Regions from separate parts of the Hordeum vulgare genome. Here region 2 is linked to region 1. A link is a contact called in public Hi-C data. All regions are on one chromosome and are shown on one strand. Each heading gives the region's core, a stretch centred on a gene start, on an enhancer-like site or on the middle of the called end of the contact. The rest is flanking DNA. Distances are from core to core; before and after follow the strand shown.

Region 1 (7,863 bases), core at 1,746-4,245:
ATGTATACAAAAATGTATAAAAAATGTGTATAAAAATTGACCATGTATTAAAAAAATGTTAAATGTGTATTTAAAAAATATTGACCAAGTATTCAAAAAAAGATTGACCTTATATCTGAAAAATGTGAAATGTGTATTACCAAAATGTATTAGATGTGTACAAAAATGTGCCTATAGAAAAATACCACTCCGTCCCGTAATATAAGATGTTTTTTTACACTAGTACATTACGAGACGGAGGGAGTAGCACAAATCACCCATACATAACATGAAAATAATAAATCTAGTACAACAATGTCTCAAATTTGATGTCCAACAAGTTTTTCAAATAACGGATCATGTCATCCCATATATACTGCTCCTTCAGCTTCATCCAACAATATGTGTATGTAAATGGTCGTCCCTCTTTCGTGTGGTACATCATGGCAACATGTGCGGGATACACAATGTGTAGAGAAACAATGAGCGAATGGATGATTCAATCAACAAGTTGAGGAAGAAGAAACAAAACTTAGGATCTCCTCCTTTACCGCGTGCAATGGCACCACTTGAGCAACGATGTAACAAAACTTGGTGACGATGGCCTGGATGGCGTATCATCGATATGATAACGACCTCACATTGTGATCATGTATGATGTGCATATTGTAGGCCGCAATGTGCTTTCATGCGTGAAACATTCATGATTCCTGCATTTGCTACCAGAAGGTACCCCTTCTTCTCATGCCTCTGCGGGTACGACAAACTACGCATTGAACAACAACTCATCCTCCATGGTCTAGTACCTAGACATCCTTATTACTCCACAAAATGACATGGCATCCGAAATTAAGCTAAATGACATTTGGCCGAACACCTGTCGGGCATGGTGGCTGCCATGGACGTAGTTGACAAGGTGGTGGAGTGTACCTAGGAACAAACATTAAGGTGGACAACGCGGTCTTAAAAGGCAAGTGGGCACATCAATGTTGGTTACGAACGTCCGACGATGCATGTGTGGCAGCTGGAGAGGAACATCGGCGGCGATGAAGATAGTGGGTGCTGATGTAAAGTAAGGGGGAGAAGTGATGGGGTGAAAATCTGGAACAAGGAGAGCGAAATTAACGGGCATGGGGTTCGAAGCCCAAAGTGGATGATGTCGGAACTCCCCCCTCCCCCTCCCCCTCCCCCTCCATCTTTGTCTCCACTTTGCGGATGAAAGTGCGTGTGGACCGTCAAATGGATTGATACAGAACTGTATTGGATGACTCTTATGGTCCAAATGTATACGTGCAGTTTTAGGGTCGGCGTTGAAGATGCCCTATACACTGCATTGTAAAATAGACTTGAACTGGAGGAAAACTTTTATTTATATTGAACAACAGGACTTGAACTTAGCACTTCTTTTTACTATACATTTATGTATATCCCTTTTATTGATTCACTTAACCATCTTCTAATTACTTCCTTTGTAGACTTTTGTTTACTTTGTAATCCAGCATGATCCTGCATCAGTTCACGAAATGGTCTGAATGTCCGCTTTCCGGTAAAATGGAGACAAAAGTAGGGGGATGTATAAGAGTCCGGACATCCATTTGACCAACCAAAAGGCTCCACATGGTCATTTTCCCTTCTATCTCTCCGCACATGTATGGTTTTTTTTTCTCTTTCTTTCCAATGGTATATCACACAATAATAACCCATCACATGCATGGTCTTCATCTATTTTTCGGATACTTTGTAATTAGTGCTGGATTGCTTTCTTTTTTATCATGTCCGTGGACCAGGTGCGGACAACATATACCAGATACTTTTGCGGGTCAGCGTTGAAGATGGCCTACCACGGTTTAGATCACCATTTTTGAAACACTTTAGTCGTTAGATATGGGTCGATGTGGACGGCGTTTTTCCACATGGCACGTCATTCAGGCTTTGCGTCCTTCCACCTCCAAACCTTCACCTATAGATCTCCTTGATGTCTCTTTCTTTTCTCCCTCCTCCCCTACCCTTGAAAACGAGAACAAGAAGAAAAAACAGAGGAGGCTTGTCTTGCATTCCGAGCAGCAAACAACTCCCACTCTCCCAGACCCAGTAGCTTGTTGTGCGATGATGAACCAGCGGAATTAACTCTCCCCGGAAATAAATGTGCATTTGATCTTCGTAAATGGCGTGCATTTACACCACATCCATATGATATGATAGGCTTCAATGTTGCTAAGTAATTCAAGTCGTCCGCCAGATCCCCTGCAGGTTTCAGCGACGAAATGAAAGGGGGGAAAGAGAGATACAGTCGCCTCCCCTGTTCTTAATGAGATGCATGCACGGCCTCACAAAGTCACTGTGGATTAGACTGCCCGAGCAACGTCCGACGGATGAGCCCTAATTTTTTTTGAATCCGATCCTGCGTGCGTGCATGCACGGCCGCGCGCGTACTACGTACTAAGTACTAGACCGTCGAAGTACTGACGAGTACTAAACCCTAGCTACAGGCGAGGTAACTCCGTGTTCTCTATAGTAACCAACTCGCCTGAACCACTGAATGCTGCTGCTAGTGGTGTACGGGTGCTGCTAGCCTTCATCTCACTAATGCAGAGGTGCCGTGGTGCCTAATAAAGGACATCAGTATCAACCAAACCGGCTTTGTTATTCAAATACGGTGGTATTCAATGAATCCCAATAAAGGAGGAACAAGCCTGCAGGATTGAAAGGTTTTTAAGGATCTTATAAATGATCATTTAGTATAATAGTATTTGTTTTGCCTTTTTATAGTCATTAGCCAGGACACCATACACATGTTTAATAGCAGTACTCATTGATCTTTATATTTCAAAACTGATCGATGTTCCAAGGTTGCCACATTTTCCATATGTCGTGCATTGAAACCCACTCCATTGGTTCCAGTCGCTGTCTTTTTTTTTTTTTTTTTTGAAACGGATTCTAGTTGCTGTCTTGATAGCCCTTATTGGGCGATGTTGTTGATCAGACTAGTGACCCACTGCAATGACAGCGACCTTCTTCCAAGCTATAATATCAGCATCAATGAGCTGGATATGCACCTTAAATAGCAGAATTGACAGTTGATCTTGTCTGTTCTGCAATAATCTGTTTTCACGTCTAGTAGTTAGTTCATCCTTCTGCCCTTTGTGGCTTTGTCTATTTCACATCTGGAGGTGATCGGCAGTGCTTAGTGGAGAGCCATGCATCGATGCCCAGAAGTACTAATTGCTGGGTTATAGCAAAGGCCTTGACATTTTATGGCTAGAGTTCTTACTCTTTTATTTCGCGGGGAGGTACAGTTCATACATTGAAGAGATGATGGAGAGTAAGTACGCACTCAGTCATGACTCGTATGACCAGCTTGTGGATTTCAGAAAAATGTGATACATTCCGCGACGACATAACCGGATTTTTTGTAGAACAACCTCCTAAGCTTTATCGATCATTAGGAGGGGGGGGGGGCGTTGGTCGTTTTTTTTTCAAAACTAATACGAAATTTGTAATAAATTTGAAAATAACGTATGCATTTTAAAAAATGGCAAAAATAGCACCCCGTCGGTCTGGGGGTGGCCGTTGGGGGAGTTGTCGGCCTGCAGGTGGCCGATGGGGGGTTGTCGACCTGCAGGTGGCCGAAGTGGGGCTGTCGGCCTCGAGGAGGCCGAAGTGCCCCTGGATAGCCCCCGGTGGCCCCTTCTTCCTCCTCATTTCCTGTTTTATCTGGTTTCTCTTTTCTCTCTCGTTTTTTCCAGCACTTTGCCCCCCCCCCCCCCCGATCTCCTCAATCCTCCGCCCATTTTCGTATTCAATCCACGGAATCAATAGATCCTACCCATCTTCACCGGCCTATGGTCTCATTTTGTGTGATGCGGTAGCTTTCGATGGTGGAGTTGTGGATGGTGAGGTGAGGAAGTGGTGTGGTGCAGATGAAGAAGAAGGTGGAGAGGAAGAAGAAGGGGACACACGCGTGGAAGGTATACCGATTTTTTACTTTAGGTTCTTTTTAGTGTTGGTTTATTTAGTGTAAATTTGTTCGTTGCGAATAATGACAAGCTCGCAATGTCTGACAGGTGAAAATGTCTGAATCTATAAATTTGACTATTTATTACGACCCTGGTAATGTTAGGGGTTGATCTTAGCAAGTTAACGTGACTTTGGTAATGTACGTAATAAATTTGACTATTTATTACGAAATTCTCCTCCTTCGTGTCAGGAGAATTTCGTACAAGTCAACGTGGGGTATGAACCATGACATGGTAGTCATGTATCCGGGTCACAGCCACCGGATGTGGATACTAGCCAAGCGGAGAAAGAGTCAAATTATGTGCCACACAATGAGACTGGGCAGAGTATTCAGTCGATATTATTAGCTGGCTCTGGTGTTGCTAATGGGGATGAGGAAGCCGATGAAATGCAGAGGGTGATGGAGGAAGAGAACGAGGATGGGTTTACGGAGGATGTGGATTCTGAAAATTCTGAGGATGAAGTGCATGTACTGATTCCTTCCGGATGGGATAAGGACATGCCTGATGGCATTACTGTCAACGATGGCGAGAGACCATGGCAATATAATCTGAACCAAGTCCAGATCGGGGCTATGTTTGACACAAAGAAAAAATTGAAGTATGCAGTGATAATGTGGGCTATGTCTAAGCAGAGGGTTTTCCGGACACACATATCGACTCCAAAAAAATATACCGCGAATTGTGTTGAAACAGGTTGTCCTGCGAAGGTGCACGGGCACGTGCCAAAGTATAACATCCACTGGGTTGTCACCAATGTGGTCCCACATAATTGTGTGAGGAAAAATCTGTTGGTTCGTCATCCAAACCTGAGTTCAACTCTCATAGTGCAACTCATGTATACTGAGATAGTTGAGAAGAAAGATATGGAAGCAAAACATATCCAGAAAGAAGTGAAGGTCAGATGGAATTAGGACATTCCGTATGGGAAGGCTTGGAGGGCTAAGCAGAAGGCTATGGAGGAAAGGTTTGGGACGTTCTTCGAGTCATATGATAATGTTGTCCGTCTCCTTGACATACTGAAGGAGAGGAATCCCGGCACTTATGTTAACATACAACACACGAGGTTGGAGATTATACCAGATTACAAGGTGTTGAAACGAGTATTCTTCTCTTTCGGTTTGTGCATCGAAGCTTTCCGACATTGTCCTCCCCTGATGTTTGTGGATGGTACATTCCTGACTGGTCAGTACAAAGGGAAAATCCTTACTGCTATTGGTGTGGACGGGAACAACCGAATCATCCCACTAGCCATGCATTTATGGAGGGCGAGAACTTTCTGAGCTGGGTATGGTTCTTCCGGCAAGTTAAAATTGCTATTGTGAAGGACCGACCAAACGTGTGTGTCATTCATGACAGACATCCTGGTATATTAAAGGTCGTGAAGACACTAAGTAATCCAAGAGCTGACGATCCAACACCTTGGAAGGACTTGCAAAGCCGGTGGTGCATGCGCCATCTAGGTGCAATTTTTTTCTCACAGTTCAAGAACAGACGGGTGATGAACTTGTTCAAAAAGTTATGCAAGCAGAACCAGCAGCGCAAATACGAATTTATTTGGTCAAAACTAGATGAGTTTACTAAGAAGCAGGTCCTTGCTAGGAAGGAAATGGAAAAAGACCAGGTTAAATTAACAGCACTCATTGCGGAGCTAGAAGAGCCAGTAGGTCTTTGTGACTTGCCAGCAATTGACCCTCCTAATACGAAGAGAAAGAAGGGCAGGGCAATAAAGAATATTTCTGAATGGATAGAGAAAGAGCCTCCAGTTAATTGGTCTTTGCTGCATGATACCCATGGAGCCAGGTATGGCCACATGACAACCAATCTTGTAGAGGTGTATAACTTTGTACTCAGAGGGAATAGAGCATTGCCACTGACAGCTATTGTGGAGGGTGTATTCCACGGAACTTTGAGATATTTCAGAGAAAGACGCGAGTTAGCGAAGAACCATATTGCAGATAATCAGAACAGACCTTATTGTAGTCGTGTCATGGAGTACATGGATCAGAAGATAAAGAAAGCAAAAAAGCACACTGTCACGCTCATAGGTAATCAGGAAAGGAGGTATGAGGTTCAGCTTCCTACTGATGGTTTTGGTTCTGCAGATGAGGTGAAGACGCATAAGGTTAACATTGGAACGGAATTTTATCCAACTTGCGAGTGTACATGCAACAAACCGGCGTTGTTGCACCTTCCTTGCTCACATGTGTTGGCTGCCTGTGGCCAGATTGAGTTAGACAGTATCTCCTTCGTGTCTCCGTACTATTCAAAAGAGGCAGTACTCAATGCGTGGACATGTGAGATGACAGGGTTTAGTGTCGTCGACAATTTCAAAAGGTTATTGATGGTGAGAGAGTATACATACCGGATCCTGAACTTTGACGAACTAGCAGGGGCAGACGAAGGTAAAGCGCGTCCGAAACGATATGGACCAATCTGAAGCTGGTGGAGCAACCAGACAATGTTTGCTCTGCGCGGCTTATGGACATATGATGAAATATTGCCCCGACCTGAACAAAGACGGTGCTTCCACATCGACGGTTGCGACAGCGGTAGCAAGAGGTGGTCGTGGCAGTCGTGGTGGACGTGACAGTCGAGGCCGAAGGGGTGGACGAGGAATAAGTAACTCGGAAGCTACATAAGATTTACTAATTACAGTGCAACATACCTTCTCCTTTGCACAAGCAAGAAAACGCCGTCCAGTGTCAGTTGATTGAAATACAACTTGCCCGAGGCAAGGCTCTAGATGCACACAGCGAGAAGATAGTTCATGAGCAATGCCACTCCACTCATAGCATGGGATAGTCCTAGGAAGCTAAAAACAAAAGACATCGAACTGTTATGAAATCCCGAAATGAAGAACGGTAAACCTATCCATAAATGCTGGAAACCCGAAATTAACGTACCTGGCTAGTCACACTATCGTCATTCCAAAAAGAGCTTGATCCCTCACTCCAAAAAACATGGCAGATTAATTGGCAGAACTAAATCTACCGGAGAACCTAAATATAAATAAACAAGTTAACTAGTAGATTTAAATATATCTACATTGAGAACCTAAAAATATTTAAACAGCTTAACTATTCTACCGGAGAACCTAAAATATATCTACCGGACAGATTTAAATATATCTACCGAAGAACCTAAAATATATTTAAACTAATTAGTTGACAGACCTAAAATATATCCAAATCTACTGGACAACCTAAAAATATCTAAACTACTTAAGTGAGTCACTTAAATATATCCAAATCTACCAGAGCATACGGGAACGATTGTTGAATTTACCCTTGAAGCGTGCGAAGAAACGACGAACACCGAACGACCACCACCACCTTTACCCACACCTCCACCGTACGCCGGTGGAGATGAATAGGATGTGTTGATTCAGCGGATTGAATACGAAAATGTGCGAAGGATGGAGGAGATCGGAGGGGAGGCAAAATGGGGGGGGGGGGGGGGGCGAGAGAGAGGAGAAACAAAGAAAAGAGGAAATGAGGACGAAGAAGGGGGTCGGGGCTCTTCGCCCTCTTGGAGGCCGACACCCCCACTTTGGCTATCCCCAAGCCGAGAGGTGGCACTTCGGCCACCTGCAGGCCGATAGCCCCCCATCGGCCACCCCCAGGCCGACGGGGTGCTATTTTTGCCATTTTCTAAAATACATATGTTGTTTTCAAATTTATTACTAATTACGTATTACTTTTGAAAAAAAATCCCGCTGGTCTCTGCCACTGCTCCCAAGCTCAAATGTGCCCTGGTAAACAGTAAAATTGAAAAAAAACATGTGTAAACAAATATTATTGAATTCTATACATACATGCAAATTTTCATGAATACAAACATTCATAATGCTCTGGGCAAACAAAAA
Region 2 (7,863 bases), core at 3,598-6,097, 390 kb before region 1:
TGAACAACATTCGGTTACCAACATCAATAATTCATCTATACCGAAATGTCAATGAACCTTAAGCGTGCAGACCCTGCGGGTTCGAGAACTATGTAGACATGACCGAGACACTCTCCGGTCAATATCCAATAACGGGACCTGGATGTCCATATTGAAACTAGCTACGAGCTTCCTTTTCTGAAGGAAATTATCGCAAGACCGGACCCCAGCGCCTCACGTTTTACTGAAGGTTTAGCAAGAAAAAAAGAGAAGGAGTAGGGCCACATAAAAAATCAATTACAAAGCGTCTTAAACTTTTAAAATGTTCATGTTTTCGAAAAATGTACAAATCTTCATTGTTTTTTAAATTTCTTTGCGTTTTTAAAAACAAACTACTGTGCGGAAACAAATGATGTCCCACCAATTGTTCGCGTTTAAAAAGTATTTACATCCTTCAAAAACAATGTACACACTTAAAAAATACCTTTTACATGTGTTACATTGAAAAACTTTGACCACTGCTATACCTTTTTTTAGGAAGATCACTTCAATACCTGGGTTCCTATAGGGCAAGATGGGCCATCCGAGTTTGGCTGACTCTTCCCAGGAACAATGCTCCAGTCATTCTTAGCATTTGTCGTCAGGGCATTTCTTGGGGGTTTGTTTTGCAGGTGGTTGTATATATCAAGTTTTCACCCAGTTCATGTGCTATTTTGTTCTTTTTTTATTTTTGTTATTTATTTACTTTCTCATTGTTTTATTCATTTATTTTCCTAAATCTGTGTTGCCACTTTTACAATTTTTCTGGGTGTATATGTTTATCTCTTTTTACAAGTTTTGAGAATACCTCTATATTTGAACACACATGCATGATAAATATTCTTTTCAATTTTTTTATGTACATATTACAAATATGCTTTACGTACACAGTGAACATTTTCCGGATACTACACAATGAACATTTTTCAAAGTGAACAGGATATCTTTTAGTACATGCCAAAATATGAACACTTCTACACTACTCGTTAAAGATTACATATATAGGATGATCATTTATAAGCATGCACCTGATCAATTTCTTTTATTTCTACAATATTCTCTTATTTGAAAAACTTTTTTGAATATTTCTATTAATTTTAATATGTGAAACTCAAATTTTCAAAAACACTTAAAAACCAATGAATGGGTCGGCCCATCGCTACATATTGTGCGTTTCCTTCTTATCCCACTACAGGATAGTAGGTGTGGTCTCACCTCTTCCTCAAATCATGTTCGACAACACTCTAGCTCCCAACTGAGCGGACGGACCTAGACCAAACATTGTGCCTCATTCGTGCTGACGATTGGGATGTGGCCGCTGATTGTCTCGCCTACAACGAGACGAGAGAACGTCCCACTGAAGGCGAGCTCCATACTGGGCCGGCCATCGCGCCATTGACCACAGGTCGTTGGCGATATTCTCCCTTTTACACTTTCTGTTTTGTTTTTGGATTTATTTTACTTTATTTATTTCCCTAAAAAAGTATTTATATTTCCATATATTTTATAATAAATAAAATTACATAAAAAGTTTCAGAAAATATGTATAGAAAATTTGTTTCTCATGTATACAAAAAAATATACAACATGCAATGTGTATAGAAAAATGTAGACCATGTATTTAAAAGATGCTACTCTAAGAATTTGAAAACAAATGTTGAACAAGTGTTCAAATAATATTAAATTTGTATTTGAAAACTATTAAATTTGTATATTAATTTTTATACCATGTATTAAAAAAGTTAAACTTGAATACAAAAATTGTTAAATGTGTATAGAAAAAATGTTGACCATGTATTTAAAAAATAGTAAACTTATCTTTGAAAAATGTTAAGCATGTATATAAAAATGGTGACCATGTATTAAAAATGTTAAATTTGTATTTGAAAAATGTTAAATGCGTAAAGTAAGTATGTTGACCATGTATTCAAATAATGTTAAACCTGCTTTAGATTTTTTTTAAATGTGTATGGAAATATTGTTTACCATGCAATAAAAATACGTTAATCCTGTCCTTGAAAAATGTGAAATATTTATATAAAAATGTTGACCATATACTAGAAAAATATTAAACTTGTAATTCGAAATGTTAATCAAGCTTCCAGAAAAATATTCAATGTGTATACAAAAAGATTTGTCTGTATATTAAAAAAATTGCTATATGGAAAATATGTATAGAAAAATGTTGATCATGCATTCAACAAATGTTAATTTAGTATTTGAAGAAATTTAAATGTGTATTATACATATATCAAAAATGTGTGTAGAAAATATTAAAACCCATAGAGAAAACAAAAGATAACTGATGAAGAAAAGAAGCAAACAATACCGAGGAAAAAATGAAGAAAATATATGGAAAAGAAGAAAAAGCTAGTAAAAACTGAGAAGGAAACAAATAAAACCATAGAAAAATAGAGAAACAAATAAAAAGGCAAACCAAAAAGGAGATAGAAATAAAGGGAAAAAATGTAAAAACAAAAAAGAAATGAACAGAAACCGGTGAAAAAAGAAGGAAAAAACAAAACCGAAAAAACCAGTGGAAGATCACCTCATTTCCTTTAGCTAGATCGCTCCTTCATAACAAAACAGAAACCTGCTAGGTGACGGGTAGCTTGTTACATACTCCCTCCGTTCCTAAATATAAGTCTTTTTAGAGGTTTTACTATTAGACTACATACGGATGTATATAGACATACTTTAAAGCATACATTCAATCGTTTTGTTCCGTATGTAGACCTCTAGTGAAGTTGCTTAAAAGACTTATATTTAGGAACGAAGGGAGTAGTTGCCAAGTGCTACTGTATGTGATGATCTGTTAAAGATGAAGTGCATCCAACTCGTCTGTGTGTATTGATGAGAGGATCAAGTTAAGTATATAAGGATGGTAAACCAGTGAAGACGTGTCTTTTTAATAAGTCCATGTCTCTACATAAGGTCGGAGTGCATGGTGTAATGCACATGATGGTGTGATTTATAATGAGCTGACATGTATCTCACTAGGATACATGATGAAATTGGCCGATAGTGGCTAGCGAGGCTGGATAGTTCAAAAGATATCTAAGGTGGTATGTAAATTCGCAAGTCAAAATTGAAGGGAAGATTGTCGCGAATAATCAAGCCGACAATTTGGCTTGTCGTGATGCGAAGGGATGAGTGGACGAGTGAATCATCAACCAATCAAGATTAAGGAAAGATTGTTGGCAATAATCTCCTCTAATAATAAAGCGCACAATGCTTCTGCCGTCCGTCATGACGGTTTTGCAAAAAAGTCCCTGAAGTTTGATGTATTCAACCCGCACTCCCTTTTTAAGTGAAGAAAACGAAAAACGGTTTGTTTAATCTGGTATATATAAAGCGCCACCTCTGTTTCAGCACAGTCATGTACCTAGCCGAGTGGCAGATGCACCGACGGCTTGATGCACCACTAGGAGACCTGAGTTCGACTCCAGTGCCAGCTTGTTTTTCCTTTCCTATTGCTTCATTTTTTGTGTAAATTCAAATGCTTTTAAAACATTCATATCTTTTAAATCCTAACTCCAAATCTAACATGTTATATCCATACCGTAAGGTGTGCTTCTATAGGTTGATCAAGCAGAGGTAGCCATTCTTCTTTCATTGCCACCTAAATATCAGACGATCTGTTGCAGCGGGCGGTACAACGGGCCGACGCCTGCGACTACGCCATCATGGTCCAACGCTGAAAAAGAAGCTAGAACAGCTCCGTCGCTTCGTTTGTTTTGGATGGCCGTCATGTTTTGCGATGGTAATGGCCACGACGATGACACGCTTGACGACATGCAAGTGAACCAGATCGTGCCATCAAATCTATCTCACCACCAGCTTGACCGCCCAACCCCTTGCGGCCTCCCGGAACCTGCTCGAAGCTGAAACTCAGATCGACGACTTACTCTACTTCTTCCACTGCCGACGCTACTACAACCGGACGCCTCAAACGACCTCTCATACGGCCCCGTGACTGGATAAGAAAGAGAAGGAAAAAAGTGATCCAATAAGTTTTCTCATATCATCCCTTTTTGTCCGCGCTGTCGGCGAATCCTTATATTAAGGACAAATATAGGAAAGATATGAGGGCTTGCGGAGACGCACGATCAATCCGTCACACAAGACACTACCGCACCCCCGATCATATTTTCCTTTTCTTTATTCATTCTTTTCTTTCTCACCCTTTCTCTTCATCAATAACGTGTAACTAGCAGCACATGTGAGGAAGAAAATAAGAAATTTGGTTGCACGGACAAATAAATAGGGGACACGTCCGGTCACTGGTCGGACGCCTCCGGACGTATAGAGGGTGGATCTACCCAGTCCGACTATAGATGCTCTAATATATTGATAATGTAGAACTTCTTAAAATTTAAATAACATGTGAAAACATAAATTACAAAGTCCCATCAAGTATATTTATGATGAAAATATTTTATTATAATATTTATAGTTTTCACAAGTCTGATATTAGATTGCATATCAGTTGCAACGCACGAGCCTTTTACTAGTCATGTCTCATGTATCAAGTCCCAATCAGCTAGGTGTCTACGTGATGGTAGTACTAGTTGTATTCGGTTTGTAAAGTTAGATGCGTAATCAAGTTACATACCGTACGTGAAGTTAGTCTCAGTAAGTAGTTTAGTAACCGAAGGCAGCAGCGCCTCCACGCCGGCGGGCTCGCTGGCTTCCCTTCCGCGGTGGCTGGCTGGCCCCAGCCGCGCGCTTCCGCGGCAGCGGCCCAAGCCAGGTGTGCTCGAGTACTCTCGGAACCGTGCTGTGACAGGTGGTCCTACCCCGCTTACGTGAAGATGGTGCAAAGCTTGACATTCCCCTTGGACTGGCCCGACCTGAGCATGCCCGCACCGAGCGGTCAAGGTCAGGTGACCAGGTCAGGGCTAGGTCTCCGATCCACTGTTCCTGATGCTGCTGACTGACTGCTGCTGTGAGCTGTGAATTTGAGCAACGTATCCATCACGCGTTACTAATTTATTCCTCGTATATCATGAGCTATCTGTGATTGGCGGCAGTGGACGTTTCATTTTGTTCGGACGAAAAAAATGTGGGCGTAAAGAGCCATCGTTTCTTCTTTACCATGCTGTGGCACGTTAACCGTTCTGCATCAGCTTGTGCGATCTGGGAAGAGGTGCCAAGATTCCCTTACCATTCCGAGCAAGCGCCATGGCTCGGGTTTACGCTGAGCACAGTACACCGTTGCAAAGGCACGCGTTCCTTCTGGCAATGTGGCCAAATGACATTTACCCAGCGTCCATGTCTTTTTACCAAATCGGAGACGGATCTTGGAAGAACAGGGATGGGCGGCTGGGAATGGCAAGAACGCTGATCTCCTTTGCCTCCCCTGCCCACTGCAGCGGCTGTCGCATCCCGCAAAGCCAAACCGAGCCCCGCTGAATCCGCTTCCCAAAACACCCAATCCGGGATGGCAACGTCCCGGTCGGCATGGCCTCTAGTTCCCCTGTAAACCAGGCGTGGACACCGTCCGAACAGTACTCCGGAAGCATCATTTTCTGCGGTCGTTTGGAACTTTGGATTGAGATATTATGCATTTTCCCATTCGTTTTGGAACATCCTTACAATTGCGAAGCTCCTTAGGAATAGAGGTTTAAGAGAGCTCCAAAGTTTTCTCCTCCAAGTGGACACATCATGTAAGCGCCTCGTCGAATCGTGGGTTCCCCATGACATTATTAGCCCAGATTCTATTAGAAAAACTTTTAAAAAACATTCAGCAATTTGAATTTCTTTGTGTATTTCCAAAATGTTTGTAAATTTTAAAAATATTTGTGAATTTAAACAATGACTATATTTTTTATAAATATCATTGAATATGAAAATATCATGACAGATTTGTAAAAAAATGTTCAAAGAATGAAGAAAGCATTTATTTTTTAAAATGTTCAAGAATTCAGATTGTGTATTGAATTTGAAGAAATATTTTTAAATTTTAAAAGGAAAACAAAACAAATCATGAAAAAAGGGTGAAGGAAAAAAACAAAATGCAGCCTAGCAAAAATCGGAAGGACCGCCTATATGACCAACACAGTAGGGTCCGCATTTGCTCAACAGCTTACGGGCATGCATGAGTTGTCACTACAAAAGATCGGGCCTGTTGTGTCGAGACAAAAAAAATGTCAAAAGCTAATAACGTCACAAATTACCCTTGAGTGACGTTTTCTAGGCATCACAAGTATCATCAGGAAATCCCATCACAAATTACTCCTAGTGATGGCACACGCAAAAAGTGTCACTAAAAATGGGACCTCCGGTCATGTTCTTTAGAACGTCATCTATGTGACAGTCGATTAATATCACACGTCACGAGAAAATATGCCATATTGTACCATATTGAGTGACAAAGCAACGTTAGTGACTTCCTGCCATGTCAATAGAGTTGTTAATTTCCTTATTGATGAAGATGCCACAATCAAAATGTATGTAATTTATTTTGAATTGAAATTACATTAAATTTAACAAATTCACTTTATTCCAAATGCATATGAGAATAAGTATTTAATTCAAATCACATCACCTTATATAAATAAGTTAGAGTCCAAATCACGTCATAAATTGAAATGGAAGACGCATCATTTTATATATTCAATCGTCTTAGCCAAATCATCCTCTTAAAATGACAATAAAAAGTAACACTTAATCACAAGTTTGATACAACAATAGACAAAGTTGAGAAGTAACGTTTAGATAATTAAAGACCACATGTGTTGTCCCGATGATTGCAATGTACTCCCTCTGTACCAAAATAATTGTAGTTGGGAAGAACTAGATAACTAAAGACCACATGTGTTGTCCCGATGATTGCAATGTACTCTCTTTGTATCAAAATAATTGTAGTTGTAATTATTTTGGTACAGAGGGAGTATGATTCAACAACTATCTTTCCATCACAAAAGGATGGCCTTCATGCACTATCAGGTTTGGACTAGGATTGTTGAGTTCCTTGTTGAGTTACTTGGGCCCTTAAGAGAAAACCAATCAACCAATCAAGTTATATGTCTCTTGTTTCTTGTTTTGCCATGCTCCATTCTTGTTTTGATGGCTCTTCTTCACAGCTTCCAAGTCTTTGTGTTGCTTCATATGTATCTCCTCAAATGCTCTCGCTTGTGCTTCATGTGTCGTGACTATCAGCTCCCAGTACCTACAAATTGACAAAACACAACAAGGTTCTATCTTGATGAGATGAAAACAGACAAGATAACAAGGTACACGAGTAACACAAAGGAACTTACAATCTATCAAATTATGAATATGAAATAGAGAAGTACATTATTACTTCTCAAGGCAAGCATGGATATGGGCTAATGAAACAGTAAATCAAAAAATAATTGAATAATGGTTAAAAATATGCATAACGAAGAGCTAGATTTAGCAAGCATCACCAATAAGAAATCAAGCTAGCAACCCACGCAAGTAGCAACTATACCAGGAGAACATTTTTTTATATATATGATTCTGCTAAAAAGCAAGTACATAAACCAATCAACAAATCATATTGAATTTTAGGATTAGAAACTATATATTACGATGTTATTCTCACACCTTTGTGTTGCAGCAACAAAATTATCGTGCAACAAACCATGTATTTCTCAGTACAAGTGTTTTTATTACTTTGATAGTTGCATTTGCATAAAACCATACGTAAACAACGAGTCACTCCTTAGTTTAATATTCATTACAAGAACTGGATACAAATGTCTTACTCACACAGATTTGTGTTTTGAGGGCATGTTTAGTTAAAGGTATGGACGTTGTTCCTTAGGACATGAAGTGCATGAAGGGAGATTCACGCAATGGAAAATTCTATCTGGT

The links. A called contact is a pair of places that touch in the nucleus more often than the background predicts.
Region 2: a contact with region 1 is called in a Hi-C map of leaf, with 1.7 times the contacts expected there. The contact joins two enhancer-like sites. A contact is called at or near these places in 3 of 6 Hi-C or Micro-C datasets (leaf and seedling).

What each region holds. Positions count from the first base shown.
Region 1 is chr7H:74,391,528-74,399,390 of MorexV3_pseudomolecules_assembly, reverse strand. No RefSeq gene overlaps it. Among protein-coding and RNA genes, the nearest start is that of LOC123408434, 140 kb to the left of the region's middle. Within about 2 kb of position 2,995, at least 1 of the 3 cell types and tissues checked has open chromatin away from gene starts, as enhancers often do. A contact at or near this core is called in leaf, where this site is marked.
Region 2 is chr7H:74,783,930-74,791,792 of MorexV3_pseudomolecules_assembly, reverse strand. No RefSeq gene overlaps it. Among protein-coding and RNA genes, the nearest start is that of LOC123412236, 43 kb to the left of the region's middle. Within about 2 kb of position 4,847, at least 3 of the 3 cell types and tissues checked have open chromatin away from gene starts, as enhancers often do. A contact at or near this core is called in leaf, where this site is marked.